Regions from separate parts of the Zea mays genome. Here region 1 is linked to region 2. The links are chromatin contacts, called in public Hi-C maps. All regions are on one chromosome and are shown on one strand. The core of a region is the stretch at or near the end of the contact, and the rest is flanking DNA. Distances in the headings are between cores, read along the strand shown. Region 1 holds the start of LOC100285383. Region 2 has its middle 140 kb from the start of LOC100285383.

Region 1 (4,534 bases), core at 1,051-3,550, 140 kb after region 2:
GCCGCCACCGCCGCCCTCCTTCTCCTCCTCCTGCTTCTCGCCGTCCTTCTTCTCTTCCTCCTTGCCCCCTTCCTTCTTCTTCTCCTCGCCACCGCCATCGCCTCCTCCTTCCTTCTCCTTCTCCTCCTCCTGCCCCTTCTCCTCCTCCTTGGCCCCCGTGTTGTCGCCGGCGCCGCTCTCCGGCGGTGGCGCCGGGACCGGCTCGGACTTGACGACGGCCGCGTGCTTGCCGGTGCGCTTGTACACGTACTCCGCCAGCTTGGACTCCTCGAACACGCCCTTCACTGCCACCTCCGACGCCTTGAGGTCTGGCTCTGCAGATTGCACGCCTGCACACCACGCCCATGCATGCATCAACGACGACGACGACACAACAACACGATGCATCATTGTTTCTAGCTGGTTCACAACGGGTGGGGTGGGTATGGGTGGGTGGATGAGTTTATTCATGCCTCGACAAACTCGTATGTTTGTATGCATCCATTCATTCACCACTCTGAAAAAGATGCGTCAATTAATGCATGTGCTCCGAATCATTTCAACTCATCAATAAGAAAACGAGCAGAGGGTGGTTTGGGCAAAGCTGAATAATGCCTGAATAATCGTCACACTTATAGCTACTCCAGAACAGGACATGTGGATGTATGCAGGGTGGTACTAATGATATGGGTACAAATGCATGAAAACGACCATACCAAAAATAAAATAAAAAATGATGGCAGTGGGAGCACCGACCTTTCATCTTGAGGATCCTCTTCCTGATCCCCTGGGCGCAGGCCTCGCAGTGCATGTGCACCTTCAGCACCACGGCGATCACCGGCGGCTTACAGGGAGAAAAAAAAGAAAAAAAAACATTCTCACATCAGCAAAGGGGAGCAAGATTGTTGATGGGAGGACAAGTATGCGTCTCATTGGTAGTGGTACGGTCTGGGTTCACCTCCTTCTTCTCCTCCGGCTTTGGCGGCTCGGGCTCCTCCTCTGCCTTCTTCTCCTCCGGCGGCGTTGGCGGCGGGATCGGCGACAGCAACTCCACCTTGCGGCCGGTCTTCTTCTGCACGCGCTCCACCACCCTCATGGGGTCGGCGGCCGCCTTCTTCCCCTTCACCACCACCTTGTGCGACTTGGAGTCGGCGACCACGTCCTCCACTCCTGCGTGCAATTTCCCGCTTCAGTTCAGCACACGCATGGGCAAGCCGCCGTTGCGTAGCTAGCTTAGAACATTGTTCGAGAATCATCTGCAGCAAAGCATACTCCTAGTCTCCTACACACGCATGGCTGACTGGCTGAGGAATGAATCGGCTTCACTTTTTTTTCTGGGGGCTCTGACCTCTGAGAGAATGACGTACGCTTGGTCGAGCAGGCCGTCATACTACCAGCCTGCCCCTGCCCCTGCCCCTGCGCCCTGCCCCTGCCCTGCCCTTTTGTCGAGCCATCTCGGCGGAGGGATCTCTCTCTAGTCAGGGAGCCTGGATGGGTTCGTGTGCAATTGCTACCATTGCATGAATCCCCCACCCCCTGCCTTCAAACCCATCCATGAACCGCAGCAAGAATAACCCCCGAAGCAAGTATACTAAATCTGGAATTCTTTTTCCTTTCTTTCTCTTTCTCTTTTTTTAAAGAGAGAGAGAGAACCGATCAGCGTACAGATACTACGTGTTACCGCAATGAGAAGAAACTGAGAAAGCAAAGGAGGAGGAGGCTAGCAGTAGCAGCGGAGTTTGAGGACAGGCAGAGGGCAGAGCATTTATTACCGTCGAAGCGCTTGAGGATCTTCTTGACCTTGCGGGCGCATCCCTCGCAGTGCATGTAGACCCGCATCTCGACCTCCTCGGGCGGCGGCGGCGGCGGGGGGGGAGGGGGCGCGTCGTCCTTCTTCTCCTCCCCGTCCTTGGGCTTGTCCTCCGCCGCCGCGGCGTCCTTGGGCTTGTCCTCCGCCGCCGCCGTGGCGTCCATGGGCTTGTCTTCCTTCTTCTTCTCCTCCTCTGCCGCCTCCTTGGGCTTCTCCACCTCCGCCTGCAATGCAAGGCCACCACCGTCACCGTCCGTCAGGATGACCGACCTGAGCACCGTCGAAGCGGCGTCCGTTCCCGACGGCCAAACTCACCTCGCCCATGCGGCCTGCGCTGTGTGCCCTGCTCTAGTCCCTTCACACTCACACACTGTACTGCTGCTGCTGCGACTGCAAAGCTCCTCCACTCCTCGGTGACCGAGCGGTGCGGGTGAGTGCCTGTGGTGGTGGCTGCCTCTGTGCTGTGTGCTCTGTGTCTGTGCTCTGCTCGCGTGTCTGTGACGCCGGCCGGTGGGTATGTATAATGGGATGGGTCACCTATATGTAGCGAGCGGGGAGGGGAATGGGTGGGCGCCGCTAACCGAGGCCGGCCTGCGAGATCCGCATGGAAATGATTCCGGCGTCTCTCCTCCCTTGCCTCCCTCTCACTCCATCTCTCTCTCTCTCTTGGAAATTACTAGCAGGCACCGACGAGACGAACACCTACCTGGCTGTAAGAAATCACTAAGAGCTTGTTCGGTTAGCTCTCAATCCATGTGGATTGAGCGGGATTGGATGGGTTTGAATCCCAAACAAGTCAAACTTCTTCACAATTTTTTCCAATCCCATCCAATCCATGTGTATTGGGAATAACCGAAAAGCCCTAACTGTGAATAAACATACTGCAGCGCGCCGCGCGCGCGTGGGTAAGTTCCTTTTTATTGCTGCTTGGAGAACGAGAGGGAAGAAAAGATTCTTTTTTGGACGATGTAATAATAATAAATTATTACTTACTGTGTGTTTTTACCCAGTACTCCAGATTTACTACAACTATAATTATACTAGTAATAATAATAAATTAAATTTGTTGGTACTACATGTTTGTACGATGTACGTTGGTGACCATATATATATTTTTTTTACTTCAACTTGCACACTGCCATAGTGCCATGCCATGCACGGGCCGCAAGCAAAGCATCCGTTGGGTGACACAAATCTACAAATAAACAAAAAGAGAGGGAAAGAGAGAGGGTTTCTTGGCATGTAAGTATATACGTGCGTTTCTCAAAGTGCCTTTGCAATGTATCTCATCTCATCTTCGCCCAGGGCGAGGCCGAGGAGCTTTGCTGACGCATCTACTAGTTCGCTCGCCCCGGCCCGTACTCAAAAGTGCCTTTCTGTGTTTCCTTTTTTTTTCTCTGAGAGGCTTGGTGCATCATCAAGTCATTAGCTTTCTTGCCACACACTGTATTATCAATGTATTTATTTATTAACAAAAGCTTCAGTTTCTGTATCTGTTCTAGACTTTTCTAGTGCTCCGCTAGGACTACACGCATGCATGACTCAGCACACATATCCCTACCCAGCTGTCCGCCATGCATGCATGCGTGTGCATCGTGCTCGTGCAGCCAAAATAAGGAGATCGATACAATACAGATAGCTTAGTTTCAAGATATTCGCTTGAGTTTAATTCGTATCGATTTCTACTTTAATTCGTATCGATTTCTACTGTTCCAAACTAGCAGCATACGGATCCAGCGTTATATATAGTTTTGTCCTATAATATGGCTTACTTGCAGTAGACCCAAAGGGCGGGGCTAAAAGTTTTTCAGCTTTGTTGTTTGACCGATCTTGTGGAGAACGGCAACAGCCTGATTCTATTTTATCGTATTTCGAGTAATTAAAGTCTAACCATCGTGTAGCCGTACTACTAGTCAAGTTAACAGCGTGCATGTACCGCCTTCTGATTTGACGTGACCCGGTAAATATTTACCGTGCTTGGAGGATTTCGAGTTTTTTCCCCTCTCCTCCTACACTCTTTGCTATAAAACTTAAGTTTAAGGCCCTGTTTAGATTCTTAGAGTTGAAATCCATTCCATTAATTATAATTTAGATAAATAATCATTAAACTAATATAATTTTTATAAAATATATTTATATATATTATGGTTGACTATACGAAGGAGATAATCTTATATCTTGTATTTCTCATGTATGAGAGGGAATCAAAGAGCGTGCTAAAAGTTACTCCCTCCATTCCATAAAATAAGGTTTATGTATTTTTTGACAAAATCTTTAGAGCTAAACTTTCGTCATTAATTTTTTAAAATATGACAAATACAAGTTGAGGGTCATATTAAAATATTTTTGGATACAAATTCAAGTTTATAACATGCATACATTACAAATATATGTTTTTTTGCTGATTTGTTGGTCAAAGTTTTAAAATGTCGAGTTTTCGAAAACATGCATGCCTTTATTTTATGGGATGGAGGGAGCACATAGTAAAAAAAAAATATATGGCATTGGTGATCTATAGAATCAATCGGTCCCTGTTAACTTGTGGATTTAAGATATGCCTATATGTGAACTTTGAAAAGTTATGGAATATCAAATTCTAGATCAAATAGTCTAGTATATTAAGTTGATTTGTTTTCAATGCAACAAAAGGATTCAAGTTGCCCTTAATTGATTTTTTTTGTGAAATTTGTATATGATACTTACTTAAGATTTCTATATTCCAAATAGGCTAAAGAAAGAAGTTGA
Region 2 (4,574 bases), core at 105-2,604:
AATGTTGAGCACGTCTTACTGCAGTGATAGATACATCCTGTCATAGTGGCAGATATTGGAGTCCACGTCGTTGAGTATGACGTAGTTGGTAAATAGTGTAGATGTCTACACTTTATAATGCTTGTGGGTATACTAGCATGTCCATGCGTGTCTACAATGACAACAGTACACACCATACAATGGTCATGGATACATCTACGACCTTAGTCATGGCACCATTGTACTTTCTTGATCGTAACATCATCCATCACATTTAGCATGATGAACTAAAGCCTTATCTTGATTTCCCTGCACCATGTAGCAATTTTTTATTAGAGGCCCATGTGGCATGATATCGTACTGTTCCGGAACATCCTGCTCCACGGACGTCATAAGGGATGTCTGAGGAATCTGGTTATATGCTGCCCTAGTTTGTAGGGATCCTAGCACACTTGGCCAAGCAGGGAGTTTGGTCCCTGACCTGTAGGGTCCTAGGATCTGGTCCTGTGGTCTAGAGGGCGTTAGACTTAGCGAGAGTTGGCATGCTAGTATCAGCCAAGACCACTCTTTCTTCTACTGGCAGATCTTCCGAAGACGTATTGCCATAGTACCGAAGATATGTTATTCCCCAGACGCTAACATATCTGATGTCATTTTGTTATATTGCATGTGTTTTCTTTTTGCTCTAGCTCCACTACCTCATATAAATTTAGCAAATGAATTTAAATTTCAAGAATAGCACTTCTATAGCTTTATTTATTATAATAAGCATTGCAAAAAAAAATCTTAAATTACCAAATAAATCTGACTATAAATTGAAATGAAATTTCACGAATAAAAGGAAAATGGAAAAAAATTAAAAATGCCATCTCTACTGTAGAAATATTTTTTTCCCGTCGGAGAGAGGAGCCCGTTGCATGCATGGTAGCGCTTGCTTGCTCAATATACCTGGAAACCTTTGATCCGCGCGCAAGAATCGTATTCGTGCATATGGACAAGATGAAACATGGTGAAATTAAAGTTGGGCCCTACTGTTCCTGAGCGCTCTCCGGCCAACGAGAAGGTAACAAACTTGGTTCAACTTGCTCTGTTGTTGTTCCAAAGCTAGAGCGAGCTCCGATCCTGATGAGATGGATGGAGCTTTCATGAACCGTACGTACGTGAGCCCGTGACCGTGAGGTCCCGTAGTTTTCGGCAGGAATCCTTTTCTTTTCTGCAGCACTACAAGGGTCAAGGAGTGAAGAAGATGACATGGGCACTGGCCATTATCGCTGCCTCTCAGTCAGTCTGTGAGCTAGTGGGAGTGTGACAGAGAGGCCAGCCGGCCCGGCCACACTGCACGTCTGCACGTAAGTACTCCAGAGTCCAGACGTACTGCTGCCCGCGTCGAGGAGAGCGAGGAAACAGGGAAAGGCGTGCATGTGCATGCATGCCTGTACTGTACGTGTACGTTACTGCTATGCTACTGCCTGCAGATCGATTCGCAATGAGGTCATGTGTCTCCGTATGCACGGTCGCACGGTCGAGGAATCTAGGTTGGGACTAGTATAAGTTTCAACGTTCCTGTCGTGTTATTCTTTTACAAATAACTTCTACATCTATTTTAAATTAATCTACCCCATGTCTGTCCTCTACGTCCTAAAACACACCTCTGCATATAGATGGTCAAACGGTGACCGGCACGGACCCTGACGCCCGCGGGCCACAGCTCTGGCCCAGACACGGCTTGCCGGCCTGCTGACTGTGCCGGGCCGACACGTTAGCTCGTCGAGCCATTTCGTTGAGGTGGGGTTCAAACTCACACCGTGATAGAAGAAGTGCGAGAGACACTGGGTGAAGCCGTCTAACCAGTATAACATCATGATTAGATGTTTTTAATATTGAATATAGATTTTACATATTTATATATGTTTTTTTGTGAAATAAAAAATATAATCGTGTCGGGCCGGGCCAGCACTACGGGCCGAGGCTACAGTCCAAGCACGGCACGACGCTCGTGTCAGGCTGGCCCAGGCACTATTAAATGTGTCGTGTCTCGAGCCAGCCCGTCATACACGACCATTTGGTCATCTATATCTCCGTACGATAATGATTGTCCTCAACTTAGTTGTCGCCACCTCGTTCGTCATCCTGTTTTTCTTTTCTCTCTCCTCCCTCATGCCTCCGCCTTCGCGCCACCCCATTCTCGGCAGAGGGCGTGGGAGCAGGAGTCTCCTCCCCGTATTCGTCCAACACAAGCCCCGACACCGACCCCCGCAGTGGCTATTGCACGTCCACGAGGACGTTTCACAGTATGCGCGCACCATCGCTTTCGCCATCGTCGGACGTCTCATTCGTGTTCCCGGCCTTCGCCCTATTCTTCGTCCCCAACCTACTGCCCCTGTCCACGATCGCAGCCGTGAGCCGACCGATGCTCTTCGACGCGGGTACGGGGCGAGTCGGTCTTGCTCCTGGCCTTTCTTCATGTGTGCCGCCGAGGAGTACACGGTGGCGCCTGCCACGCTTAGGTTATCTTGACGATGAGGAGTCTAGGTCTGAGATATTGGACAACCAAGACCTGTAGCACGGCAGTAGTCGGCATATGCTACGGAGTTGGTGCTGGTGTTGTGTCGCCTCGGCGGGTCCAGGGCTAGGAAGGCACTCGCATTATCTCGCCCTTCTTGGACCGATGCCTGGTGCGGGTGCCTCTCGGTTTGAAGCTACTCCAGCTGGACTTCTTTCTCCGCTTGCATGCTCTCTCCCTATATGTATCTAGCAGTATACTACCTATGTCGCCTCTAGATGTCCAGGTCTTCGTCGTGTCCTTCTTCGGCAACGAACAGGTATGCCCACCTCTTCCCTTCCCTTCCTGCTCTACGAAACCTTGGAAGCGGGGAGACGAGGGATGTGGGTCACTGATTTGCTGCCTATGGTACCTGTTCAATAGCTCGACATCGCCTGTCTACATGGTCTTTTCCTTACCACGATGTCGACTCGGTATGCTTCTACTGATTCTATGTACCTGTCACCCATCCTTCTATCATTGCAAAAATTATTGTGTTGTTCCTTTGTTGTTTTGGGTATTAGTTTTTTTGTTGTGCTAAGGACTGAACATAATTTCATTGTGTTAATACTTTATTTATTGTCTATACATGGTTTGTGTTCTTCTGATGATGTCTCATGGATCCTGCAAAATATTTGTTAGGATTTGGAGATCCATGCGGGCACTATCACATGTTGCTCGTCTCTTGTGTTCTTAGCTCTTGCAAGCATTACGGCGTTTCTGAGACCACATTGGCGCAATGGACTCTATGGTGTTTGAGGTTGATGAATTGGATGGAGCAACAATAATTTGTCACACTAACAGTAAAAGGAAAGGTTATTTGTTGGTTTCAAACATTAGTAATTGCTACGAAGTGTAATAATTTGTATAGAGCGCATCCAGTCTAGCAACCACTCCATATTTTGATCTATCTTTTTATAAGTTTGAGTTTATGTGACTTATTTTAGAAACTTGAACTCACAAACTTCTTCTTATTTGGTCTCTGTATGGTGAGATTATGTCATTCTATAATCTTTGTTCATTCATTTAGTTGTTGTGAACTCTCTTCTAATCGCCTCCTTCATTGTTCGCGTTGTACATATTGGATGGAGTAAACAACAATATCATTTTGTCAAATAAAAAAATATTATATGGAGAACGGAAATAATTAATAAAAAATCTTGAAACCTTTTTAATGGATAGTTTATATGGGTATTGCTATGAGCCGTTACAACGGGCAAACCGGCAACCGACTAGCCTGCAGTGATGGACGAGAGGAGACGTGTCGACGATCGGGCGGGGTGGCCATCAAGTCGGCAAGATCTCGCAATCTCCGTCGCTGTTCCTAATGCCTCGATCCCAATCCTAACAGTCATCGTCACACTGCTCGATCGCCGTGTGCCCAATTATTTCGCGGAATTCCACGCAACCACCTGTACGCACACCGACACACGCGTGCACTCTACTGATCCTCCCGTGCTCCACCGCATCGTGTCTCCCTCGTCATTCTTTCTTCGTTAACACGGTATACAACCTCAGTTTTGAATAAATAAATTAAAGTAAAATACGCTGCTAGTACCTAAACTTATTCGAATGTGTCAAACCGGTATCTAAACTCTCAGAACAGCCAGACTTATTTGGTTCGCTGCCTCATTTTTCACAGTTTACCATGCCTAAAGTTAGATAAGTTTAATTAAGTTAGATCTAAGTTTTGGTTTGTAGCCACATTTGTGGCAATATTTTTCTCCTGCTGCGTAGGTCCAACCTGTCAATAACTTGCAAAAGTGTGGCAAGATTTCCTTAGGCGTGGCAAACCGTGGCGCATAATTTGAGCGTCTAACCTTGGGTAAATATGGCATGCAATTGGGTAAATATGGCATGTAATGTGTGACAATTTTTGGCATCTTAGGTGTAGAACCAAATAGGCCTTAGGCCCCCTAAACTTTGTTATAGTGTCATTTTAGTTCAATCGTCTATGCACAAGACTTTCTTAGCTGACATGGCCTTGCCATCGTTTCATCCTCGTGGCACGACATCGTCGGAGCGTGACACGACGAGGACAAGGAGGCGGCCA

Evidence for each region. A called contact is a pair of places that touch in the nucleus more often than the background predicts.
Region 1: a Hi-C map of leaf shows a contact between it and region 2, with 1.9 times the contacts expected there. The contact joins the promoter of LOC100285383 here to the enhancer-like site in region 2. A contact is called at or near these places in 4 of 25 Hi-C or Micro-C datasets (ear, leaf and tassel).

The regions. Positions count from the first base shown.
Region 1 is chr2:71,453,173-71,457,706 of Zm-B73-REFERENCE-NAM-5.0, forward strand. LOC100285383 reads right to left here and starts at 2,301. Exons shown (of 5, transcript NM_001372212.1): 1 at 2,105-2,301; 2 at 1,752-2,013; 3 at 938-1,149; 4 at 736-823; 5 at 1-329. The coding sequence starts at 2,113.
Region 2 is chr2:71,316,902-71,321,475 of Zm-B73-REFERENCE-NAM-5.0, forward strand. No RefSeq gene overlaps it. Among protein-coding and RNA genes, the nearest start is that of LOC100285383, 140 kb to the right of the region's middle. Within about 2 kb of position 1,355, at least 12 of the 20 cell types and tissues checked have an H3K27ac peak or open chromatin away from gene starts, as enhancers often do. A contact at or near this core is called in ear, leaf and tassel, where this site is marked.